Regions from separate parts of the Gossypium hirsutum genome. Here region 2 is linked to region 1. The links are chromatin contacts, called in public Hi-C maps. All regions are on one chromosome and are shown on one strand. The core of a region is the stretch at or near the end of the contact, and the rest is flanking DNA. Distances in the headings are between cores, read along the strand shown. Region 1 has its middle 18 kb from the start of LOC121210955. Region 2 holds the start of LOC121203041.

Region 1 (5,552 bases), core at 2,373-4,872:
TGGAGTTGGGGCTAATTGAAGGCTTTCAAAATGTTATTCTTGGACAGATTTTTACTCATTTACAATTCACAGATGACACTATACTATTCTTAATAGCAGATGAACAGGAGATGAGCAACGCGAAATATATTCCACGGTGTTTTGAGATATTTTCGGGTCTTAGTATCAATTTCAAAAAATCTTGTCTAGTAGTTTCGATGTACATGAAGAAATATTATATCGGATGGTAGTAATATATAAGTGCAAGATAGGGTCTTTGCCTTTCAATTACTTGAGGATTCCATTTGGAGTAGATTCGAGGAGGGTAGCCACTTAGGACCTTAGTATAGAGAGATTCAAAAAGAAATTATCGGGATGGAAATGTCGTATGCTATCATGGGCTGCAAAGATAGTGTTAATCAATGCTGTGTTGTCATCTTTACTGATTTATTTCATGTCATTATTTCAAGCTCCAACGACGATAATTAAAAAGATCGACAAGATAAGGAAGAATTTTCTTTGGGGGAGTATAGATGGTAAAAAGAAGATGGATAAGATTAATTTGAATAAGGTATTCAAGCCAAAGGAGAAGGGAGGAGTGGGAGTAGTGAATATTGGAATACAAAATAGAGCATTATTGGCTAAATGGTGCTGGAGATTTGCGATTGAAAAAAATACGTTGTGGCGAAAAGTTATCCTAGTGAAATATGGTTCGAGCTTACAATGATGGCGATTTAGGATAATTTGTTCAAAAGATATGTCAATTGTTTGGAGAGGTATTATAGAGAATTCTAATGATGCCTATGTGTCTAAAAGGGTGGGGAATGAAGCTTTTTGTTGGCGGATTGGAAATGGAAGGACGAAAATGTTTTAGGTAGACATATGGTGCAATAATTGTCCACTAAAATTGGAATTTCCAAGGCTATTTCGCTTAGCAAGACAAAAGGGAGGTACTGTATAGATTACTCGAGAAATAATAGATTTAGCAAAGTAAAATGGAACGAACTCTTTACAAGAACATTATTAGAAAGAAACGAAGAGATGCTTTGTAAATTGGAGGATAGAGTGAGTAGCACGGAGTTAGTTCCTGGGTGGAGGATTGGCTTTGTTGGGTACACGATAGTAATGGGGATTTTACAGTAAAGAAGTGTTCTGAATTATTGATAATAGAATGTGAGGATGATATAAATTTTGCTTTTGACAAAATATGGAAATTAAAGGTACCACCGAGAGTACGAAGCTTTCTTTGGATGCTCGTCATTGATAGAATTCCTACAAAGGAATTTCTTGTCAAAAGAGGGGTGAAACTTCAAAACATCTTGATCGGTTGCCTATGGTGAGAAAGGGTGGTTCTTCAAATGTAAATTTATTGAAGGATTTTGGTATAAAATTTTCAATTGGTGGGAGGCTTAATGGGAACCGGTAGAAGGACTTGGTGAATTCTACATATTGTGTTATAATATGAAATTGGCTGGTATCCAAAAAAACTTATGGTTGATATCAATTTCGGTAGCCTACTAGACAGTATGGTTGGTAAGAAATGGACTTGTCTTTGAAAGAAAGATGATGACCATGGAAACTTTGATTTTTCAATCAAAGTTGAGGGCATTGTTATGGATAAGGTCTATCTATGATGATTTATTGATGCAAGAGAGCTCTTGGTGGATTTGTTTGAATAGGTGCAGGATAGACACAATTAAATTTAGATCATCCTCATCGATATGGCGCCCTCCTCCGGAAGTATGTTTAAAGTTCAATGTATGTGGGATAACAAATGAAAATAGTGTAGGTTGTGGAGGTGTTTTGAGAGATATGGAGGGTGTTGCAAGAGCTCTATTTTCAGGTCCTATTGCAACAAATGATGTTGATTCGGCAGAGGCAGGAGTGGTGCTGTTAGCATTGGAAGTATGTATATCTTTAGAATGTAAGATAAATGACTTATTGTTTGTAGAAATTGGTTCTAATGTGATGTTCAATTGGTGTGCAAACAAGTTGATGAGACCATGGTCACTATAATCAACATTTGTAGATATTGAGAGGAAAATTAAGAAAGTAGGTAGTGTTGTATTTTCGATGGAAGATAAGAAAGGAAATTAAATGGCCTCAACCTTGGCGATAGCAGGTACAAATCGTGGAGACATGTTTAAAGCTTGGTGGTGAGTATTAGACTTGATATCAAACGTCAGTTTTTAATTGTAGAAAATGTTATATTATGGGATGCTGTAAATTTGAACTTTTAAATGTTGTTCTTATTGTATTTACAATAGATCAATTCGAATAAAGCAAAAAAAAAAATATTCCCTATATGAAATAACAATCACCTTTGAAGATATAACCCTAATCATGAGTTTTCCAAGAGAAAGAGTTGTTGCAAATGATGTGGCTTAATTTGATTTAGATCCATAAATGAATAGGCTAATTGAGCATTATCCAATCGATGATGAGGATGATATCAATAGAGAGTAAAGTTTATTTAGTTGAATACATTGGTGAAGCATTTGCTAGTAGATGATGTGACCAATAAAGGGTTAAAGCAGTATATTAGAGTGTACATACTGTACATCATCGGTGAAATGCTTATGTGTAAGTCTGAGATTTGGGAGTCAGTAATAGTTAATGTATTTGCCTTTATTTGAAGACCTCAAATATGTTTCCACGTACAATTGGAGGTTTGCGCTACTGACATTATTGTACCAAACACTTTTCAGAGTGACCAGCCAGTTAAAAATAATTAAACAATTGCTACACCCTAATATGGATATGATCATTTATAGCATCCATCCTTCCCATCCACTCTTGTTCACTAGCAAAAAGGTAAAAATATATTTTATATTAAACATTTGCAACGTATTCGAGGTTATAACTTTAATGTGCTTTATAAGTAATTAATATAATTGTTAAAAACATAAAATAAGCTATGGTTTATAACATAGTTATAATTTTAGTTAATTTTTATTTTAAATTCTAAACCATAACCATGAAAGAAAATCTCCAAAGATTTATTAATTTGTATAAAAGAGATTTTAAAGACTTATATTAAAAATAATTTAAGAATAAATTAAACCTTCAATCGAAAATAATATCCATTTAAACTCTTAATCAAAATTAAATATTTAATTAAGCCCTTAAGTCGACACGTTCTGTGAAAGCCCTTAAATGCCTTTAACTTTGTCACGTGGTACATTAAAGTTTTGCCACATGGCAAAATTTAATAAATTCTCTTAAATTAAAAAAAAAGTTAAAAATCATAAAAAAATTTAAAATTCAATCTTTGCAAAAAAAATTTAAAAGATAATTTTAAAAAAATTATTAAAAAAACTGAAAAAATATTAAATATAAAAAATAATAGAAAATCATTTAAAAATAAAAATAGAAATTTTAAAATTATAAAAAATATAAAAAATTAGAATTTTTATACACCCAAGTCACCTGTTGTGGCCTCCGCCATATACACCCAAGCTACCTTACTATCCACTACCGCTGGTCAAATCACCACCAACATTGCCTCCAAAGTCACCAGTATACCCCAATCCACCAATAGTGAACCCACTAACACCATCGGTTTTACTACCTCCATCACTTCCAATTGTGAACCCACCAACACCATCGATTCTACCACCACCATCACCACCTATTGTGAACCTACCAACGCCTCCTATCGTGAAGCCACCTCCCACCACCAACGGCGCGAAAGCACATGTTGTCCTGTCCTACAAGGGCTATTGAATTTAGACACTGCAATTTGCCTTTGTACTACGATCAAAGCCAAGCTTTTGAATATCAATATTATAATCCCATAGACCTTCAGGTCCTCATTCACTGTGGTAAAACTCCACCTTTAGGGTTTCAATGTCCAACACAATGATGAAAAAAAAAACCATGTTTTTTTCGATGACAAATAAAAAATATTTTCATTTCGTGTTATATGTTTTTTTTAATAATCAATGGTGTGTTGCTGGTTGATGATTATCATAAACACGTGTCTTTGGTTAGATCTTTTAATAACAAAAATTTTAATTTTTAAAAATTCTATTTTTTATTGTTAAATGATTTTATATTATGGTTAATATTTTGTTTTAAAAAAACTAAAAAATTTTAAATTTTTTTTATATTTTTTTAAAAAAAAGAGAAATTACTAAATTTTGCTATGTGGACAACCATTACGTGTCATATGGTAAAGTAAACGATGTTAAGGGGCTTTCATAGAAAATGTCGATTCAAGGGCTTAAGTTCGATTAAAGGTTCAATTAGATATTGTTTTAGATTGAGGGCTTAAATGATTATTGAATTATTTTTAATGAATTTTTTATATTATAATCCAAATTTAAAAGGTAAGTTAAAATTATTGAATTGAACATGGAGTAATTTCAAATATTATTTGGAAATTAAAATAAAAAAGAGAAAAGGTCAGATAATTTTAATTGCGGATAAAAAAATTGTAAGTGGGAATGAAGTTGCATGGGTTTTTGGTATTCAAATAATGTTTGATAGCTGAAGGTGGTTATGTTAGAATTTTGGGCCATATAAATTGTTAGTTATTGGACTGCTGAGTTTAGTGGTTCGGTTTAATTTGTATTTGCGAATACACATGTTCACCCTAACTCAGCCATCCTCAACATCATTTTTTGTAATTTTCAAACGTTGAGTCATTCTACTTTTTTACTTAAAATATTTCAGTTTTTTCATCTAATTTTTATCATAAGTTATAAAAAAGTAATATAACTTTTTTGTCCTTACTATTTATAGTTTTTAATCAATTTGGTCCTTACCCTAAATTTTTTTAAAAATTAATATTTTTTCATATTAAAAAAAACATAAAATTATAAGAAATATAATTTTTTAAAATCTAAAACTATGAAAAAAAAAACAGAAACTATTTAAAATTCAAAAAATAGAAAATAAAAAATCATTTTAAACATATATAAAAATTTTGAAATTCAATGTTGCCTGAACCAAACTAAATCGGCCAATCGAATCGGTTGGATCAAAAATTGATTGGGGTATCGATTCGGTGAGAGGTAAAAGTTATTTTGAAATTCAATTAGTCCATATCAGCTCACGGGTCAACTGATCTTTTTTACTTCTCATTGGATCAAAATCCTAGCTGATTTTCTGTCCAATCGGTCTGGTTAGCTGATTCAGTCCAATTAAGACAACATTGAATTTCGAAATTTTTTATATATATTTAAAATGATAACTTTCATTTTCTATTTTTTGCATTTTAAATAGCGTATATCTTTTTTTCATAATTTTAGATTTTTTAAAAATATATATTTTTAATTTTTTATGTTTTTTATTTATAATATGGAAAAAAAACCAGTTACTTTTAAAAGGTAATGATCAAATTGATAAAAAACTGCAAAAATTGAAGACTATTTTTTTTATCTTTTTATAACAACCACTAACAACAAAATTAGACGGAGGGATCAAGACTTTTAAATAAAAAGTACAATGGTTTATGTCCAAAATTAAAGTATATGGATTAAATTCTAAATTTTAAAAGAATATACAAACCTTTAATATATTTAAACCTAATTTTTTCTATACCTGGATTCAACCCTATGTATATTTAA
Region 2 (5,560 bases), core at 1,425-3,924, 59 kb before region 1:
GACTAAACTTGGGCTCGGCAGGGACACGCTTGTGTGCGATTGCTTAAGGCCATGGTCAAGGCTGTTAAATGGGCACGGGCGTGTGATCTACCCGTGCAAATCGTGCTTTGACCTTGACAAAGGGACACGGCCGTGTGGTCTGCCCGTGTGAGGAAGTCCAGGCCGTGTTGATTTCGTACGTTGGCCTATTTTCTCTGTTTTTGACCCGTTTCTCGTTCCTTTCACTCTCCTACGTTCACCTAACTATAAAACATGAAATTAAGGCATTAGGAGCATCAAATTCACCAATTCTAAGGAAAAATCATCCATAAAATGTGCTAAGCATGTGATAGAAATATGTATAAATTACGGTTTATCAAGGACAGTTCAATTATTGGAGCATTCATCAGCGACATTAAAGAAATAATATGTCATTTTCAAGAGATTCAGATTCAATTTATCCCAAGGACTGAAAATATATGTGCTGAACTACTCACAAAAGAAGCGCTAAACAAAGGAATGAATTTTTAACTGGAAGGAGGGATTCCAGAAACCATCCGAAGAGAAATGGAGCACCTACGTCTGAGAGCTTTGATCCGAAAGGGAAGAAGGAGTGCCTTTAATGTTTGAAATGCTATTGAAGAAGAAAATGGGGTGTTACTTGAAATGGAAGAAGAAACAAAGCTTTAGTCTAAAAGAGGAGTGTCTGCAAAGATTGAAATGAAAGAAGAAAAGTGGATAACCTTTGAAATGAATGAAGAAACAATTAATTTTTTGATAAATGTAGCAGAAAAGTAAAAGATATGCTGCAGATCTACTATTTTACAGCTGTACCTGGTGATAGGAAATGATTTTTTTTTTTTGGAGGCCAGCTGTTCTGACGACTGGAGGTTTTGAATTAGGTTTCTAGATTTTGCTTTGTCTTTTCATTTCCTTTTTTAATTCTGCTGGGCCTTCTGCTGTAGGCCTGTTATTTATTTCATTGTTTTTACCTTAGCCCGATTAATTGAAGTGTACCCAATTCAGCAAATGGGTCTTCTTTGTTTTGAGTTTTTATTATAATAATAATCTAGTCGAATTTCAAAAAAAATATTTTATTAATTTTACATTTTTAAAAATTCTATAATTTTTATGAGAAAAATATAAGATTAAATCAAAAGTTGTGTCCCCATTTAATTGGTCATTCGATTGATTTTAATGATCAATGAGGTCAAAGAAGGAAACCGTTAATGTAGAGGCTTAAGGCACCAACTCACCCAAGTGCTTAAATATTAGTATAGATGATGTTATATATATATATATTTGAACCTAAAACACCATAAATTTTAAATTTTAAATGTTATCATTCCAACCATAGTTGCATTTAGTTTTTATATAAACTTATAATAAATATATTTTTTATATTTTTTTTACCCACAATGTGGGTGTACCATAATCTCGTTATAATAAAATCCCTTGTTGAGATTAATGTCTCAAGAAAATTACTTTAAAAAATATTTTTTTAAAAAAAAGAATAAATCTCATTCTAGTGGTGCTTTTATTTTATTTTGTTTTGTTTTTTTTACTATTTTTATATGAAATATTCAAATAAAAAACTAAAAATCACTAGTTAAAAAAATTCAAATGTCTTAAAATGGAACCAAAATTGATAAAAAAAAATTATATAAAAACTTTACCACTTCCTCTGTAATTAAATTATAAATAAATTTTTTATAAAATTAATTTTAATATAAAATTTTTCATTCACCTACGACACGATCCTAGTACATATAATGTTTAACTATTAAACCAATCACACAAATGCAACAAAAATTACACCACTTTCTTTCAATGATAAGAAACCACATAAACTCACATTGACATTGTTATTTCGTTTTACTATTTCATCAAATTTTCAAATCTTTAATTCTTGGTTTGTGATTATGAATTTAAATTTTATTTATTATGTAATATAATTGAGATTTAAAAAGTATAAAAATATAAATTTATCAAATTAAAAAATATTTTTTAAAATTTCAAATTTGCTATTAGATAATCATGAATTTGAGAAATAATTATAAATACAATATTTTTAAATATTGTACCATTCAAATTATTCTATTTTTAATTCTAAATCCAAATTTTGAAAGTTAACTTGCCAATAATAATAAAGTTAAAATATGTTGTTTTTAAAAATTTAGAATTTAATTTTTGTCCTTTTATTTTTAAAAATTTAATTCTTTTATTTTGCATATTTGAAAATTTAAGTGTAATTATTAACACTATTAAAATTTTTTTTTATTAAATTTAGATTCGTTAAAAAAAATTTTAGTTACATAATTACCGAATGAAATTTTTTTAAAACATTACAACAATAAATTTAATAAAAAATTAACCGCATTAATAATTAAGCTTAAATTTAGAATTTTAAAAAATTAAACTCATAAAAATATAAATATAAATATAAATATAAATAAAATAAAATTTAAATTCCGAAAAAGATTTTAACCTAATAATAAACGCATTGGGTAATAAGAAGAGATAAAAAGTAGAAAGTGAAAAACCAAACGAGTAGTTTCGCCAACTCGAAAACGAGGCTTTAACCCAAGGAATTCCCCAATACCGGTAAACTTTACACACCAAGGTGCATTTTAGCAGGATACCCTCAAAAGGAAATGAAATTACAAAATACCCCCAGAAATCACATAACCTGAACGTTAGAACCGGCCCTCTCCTTCCCTCACTCCCCAATATAAAATCTATATATCGCATGACGAAAACTCTCTCAACGCGTTCCCGTCGATTAGCATAGCAAAGAAGAAACCTACCCGCTACGACAAAAATTAACTCCTTCAAAGCCAGTTGAAAAAGATTAAGGAAATCCATCGGGAATTCTTGGTATTAAACATTGAGCTCGCTCTGTGATGCGATCAATGGTGTTTTCCGGTGAGAGAGGGATGGCGATGGGACCCGAGAGATCAAAACCTCTTCACAATTTCAACCTTCCTTGTTTGAAGTGGGGCAATCGGAGATATCTCAGGTGTATGAAACTTGACGATGCTTCCACCGCCACCGACTCTTCCACCGCCCCCCCTGCTGATCACAACCAGCATTGTCGTCGCCGTGTCCTTCAAAGACGCCGATCTCCCCCCTCTAAGTTTGACAGTTTGATGGTTGGTGGAATGCGGCGGCGCGAATCAGAGTCATCTCCCAGCAGCAAGAACACCGATTACGCTAGGGAGCAGCGGTTGAGGATATCTAAGGGGGAGGCGGCGGCGGGGATCGAGGCAGTTAGGGAGAAGATCATTAAGGATCTTAAAACGGCGGCGGATGAGATCAAAGATGCAATTTTTAGAGACGAAGTGTCCGACGACGATGAGGTGGATGACGACGAGGAGGAATTTGAAGAGCCTAAACATAAGCACAAAGTTAAAGATAAAGAGAGGGAGGAATCGCCTGCGGTAGAGGTGGAGGCGAGGCCGTGGAATCTGAGGACAAGGCGTGCCGCGTGTAAGGCTCCGGTTGACGGAGAAGTAACTAACAACAATTACAGTTCTCCGATGAGGAATGAGGTGTTTCAGTCATCCAGAGTAAGAGACAAGGGACCACCGGCGGCATCGGCGGTGGCCTCCGACAAGAAAAAGCCACGACCGAAATTTTCGGTGCCGCTATCGAAGAAAGAGATCGAGGAGGATTTCATGGCGATGGCCGGGCACCGCCCTCCGAGAAGACCAAAGAAACGCGCACGCAATGTTCAGAAGCAATTGGATGTAAGTTTCGTTTTATTTTTTTTTTATTTTTTACATTTTTTCCGATTGTTTTTGGTGTTTTTCATTATTTATTTATTTGTTTATTGGTTGGTTATTGGTTTTGGTTACAGTACTTGTTTCCCGGATTGTGGCTGACGGAGGTAACGGCGGATGCCTACAAGGTTCCGGAGTTGGCTGAAAACGGCAAGGTAAAATCTCTTATATATATATATATCCTAATTTTAATCCGTCTTTTTTAAATTTTAACAAAAAAGAAGCCAACTACCAAGAAAATACGAATTCAAAAAAAAAAGTTCCACCTTTCTTCTCCTCTCTGTTTCTGATCATCTTCCGGGAACCAAACAAATAAAGAAAGGAAAGGGTCTAATGTAAGATCTCCGCATTGTGATTGAATCGAGATTTGACATGTTGCTATTTGACTTTCTGCAGAGGTAGTAAAGGGGGTGTTTCAACTTGCAACAAGCTCGATTGGAGGCTTCTGTTTACCGACTGATGGTAATTTTGTGACCGTAATTAGTCGTCTCGTATACAGTGGTACCAGACCTTTGTGAATTTAGGAATTTCACAAAAACAAAGTTGAATTTGCCTTTTTAACTTTCTGGTGTCGGTTCAATTGCTTTAAAGAAAATGCTAATTTTTGTTTTAATATGCTCTTCATTCATTTTATTTCTTTATCTCAAGCTGAATAATCTTGTACAAAGTAAGGTGACAAGTACATCTGTGTTTTCTTTTTAATAGAAGAGAATGGTTCTTCTGATTACAATTGTTGAATGGTCTTTTTGATTCTGTTGAGTGCACCAAGTAAAATCCTGCTACTTACAGTTATTAAACCAAAACATTTAACAACTGCATTTGTGTTGGTACGAATGAGGAACAAATGATAGTATATCTGCAGATGCTGTAGCTTTATCTGAATTGAACTTGCATTCTTGATAATTGCATCATAGCTAATTCTTTTGGTTATGCTTGTTTGGATTTCTAAAGCTAATTGAACTCGAGAGTGTGCATAACTTGGATTCTTATGCACCTAATTCAAAAACTGCTATTTAAAACAGGTTTTCAACTTGCAGACTATTTGGTTAAGCGTTATTTTGGATTTGCTAAAGCTAAATGGAAAACATTGAACTGTGTTGTTTGGCCATTCATTGGGCATTGGTAGAGCTATCACTGACTTCCAGCATTGAGAAAAGCTACTTTTAATCCTTGGGTTGTTCATCCTTGGTAATTGCATTTGTGTTAGGTAATGAAATAACATACGAGTGCATTCATTGGTGTCTCTCACAATAATGCCTGTTAAGACACAAGGAGCTTTTTGAAACCCTCGCTCCCACCCACCTAAACAATGTATTGTTGTTGGATTAAAAGCAGTAGTGGAACAGAGAAGATCACTAGATATAAGATTTTGGCACGGGGTTGCTGAGGCAGAGATGGAAGGAAGCCCGCAGTCTCTCTGATTCAACAAAACCAGCCAAATTTGACCACGGAAACGTGTCTGTAGGAGGCCCCAACTCCCTTCGCATTTGCAAAGCTTGTATCTTTATTTCCGGATGAGGAGGATTTTGTATAGTCGCAGGCCTTGATCGCTTATGTCTATGGAATGTCCGCGAGGAATAAGGTCCTCTTGGCTCTTTTTTTGGGTCCTTTATCATCTTAAAAATCACGTCAAATTGGATGACTTTTTGTTTTTTTTATCTTTTATTTTTTTATAATTAATAAAGAAAACGGGGTTGTTTAGGATCGAATTCAAATTCTAATACCTATAACATAATACTTTTATCATTAGATTAAGAGATTGTAGGCTTTTGTTTTTATTATTAATAAATGAAAATAAA

What was found. A called contact is a pair of places that touch in the nucleus more often than the background predicts.
Region 2: a Hi-C map of fibers shows a contact between it and region 1, with 1.8 times the contacts expected there. The contact joins the promoter of LOC121203041 here to the enhancer-like site in region 1. A contact is called at or near these places in 7 of 34 Hi-C or Micro-C datasets (anther, fibers, hypocotyl and 2 more).

Annotation. Positions count from the first base shown.
Region 1 is chrA12:89,195,706-89,201,257 of Gossypium_hirsutum_v2.1, reverse strand. No RefSeq gene overlaps it. Among protein-coding and RNA genes, the nearest start is that of LOC121210955, 18 kb to the left of the region's middle. Within about 2 kb of position 3,622, at least 2 of the 9 cell types and tissues checked have an H3K27ac peak or open chromatin away from gene starts, as enhancers often do. A contact at or near this core is called in fibers, where this site is marked.
Region 2 is chrA12:89,253,972-89,259,531 of Gossypium_hirsutum_v2.1, reverse strand. It overlaps LOC121203041, which reads left to right and starts at 2,674. Exons shown (of 4, transcript XR_005906270.1): 1 at 2,674-3,728; 2 at 3,839-3,916; 3 at 4,158-4,223; 4 at 4,969-5,547. It overlaps LOC121210956 (a long non-coding RNA gene), which reads right to left and starts at 970. Exons shown (of 2, transcript XR_005906271.1): 1 at 477-970; 2 at 1-243.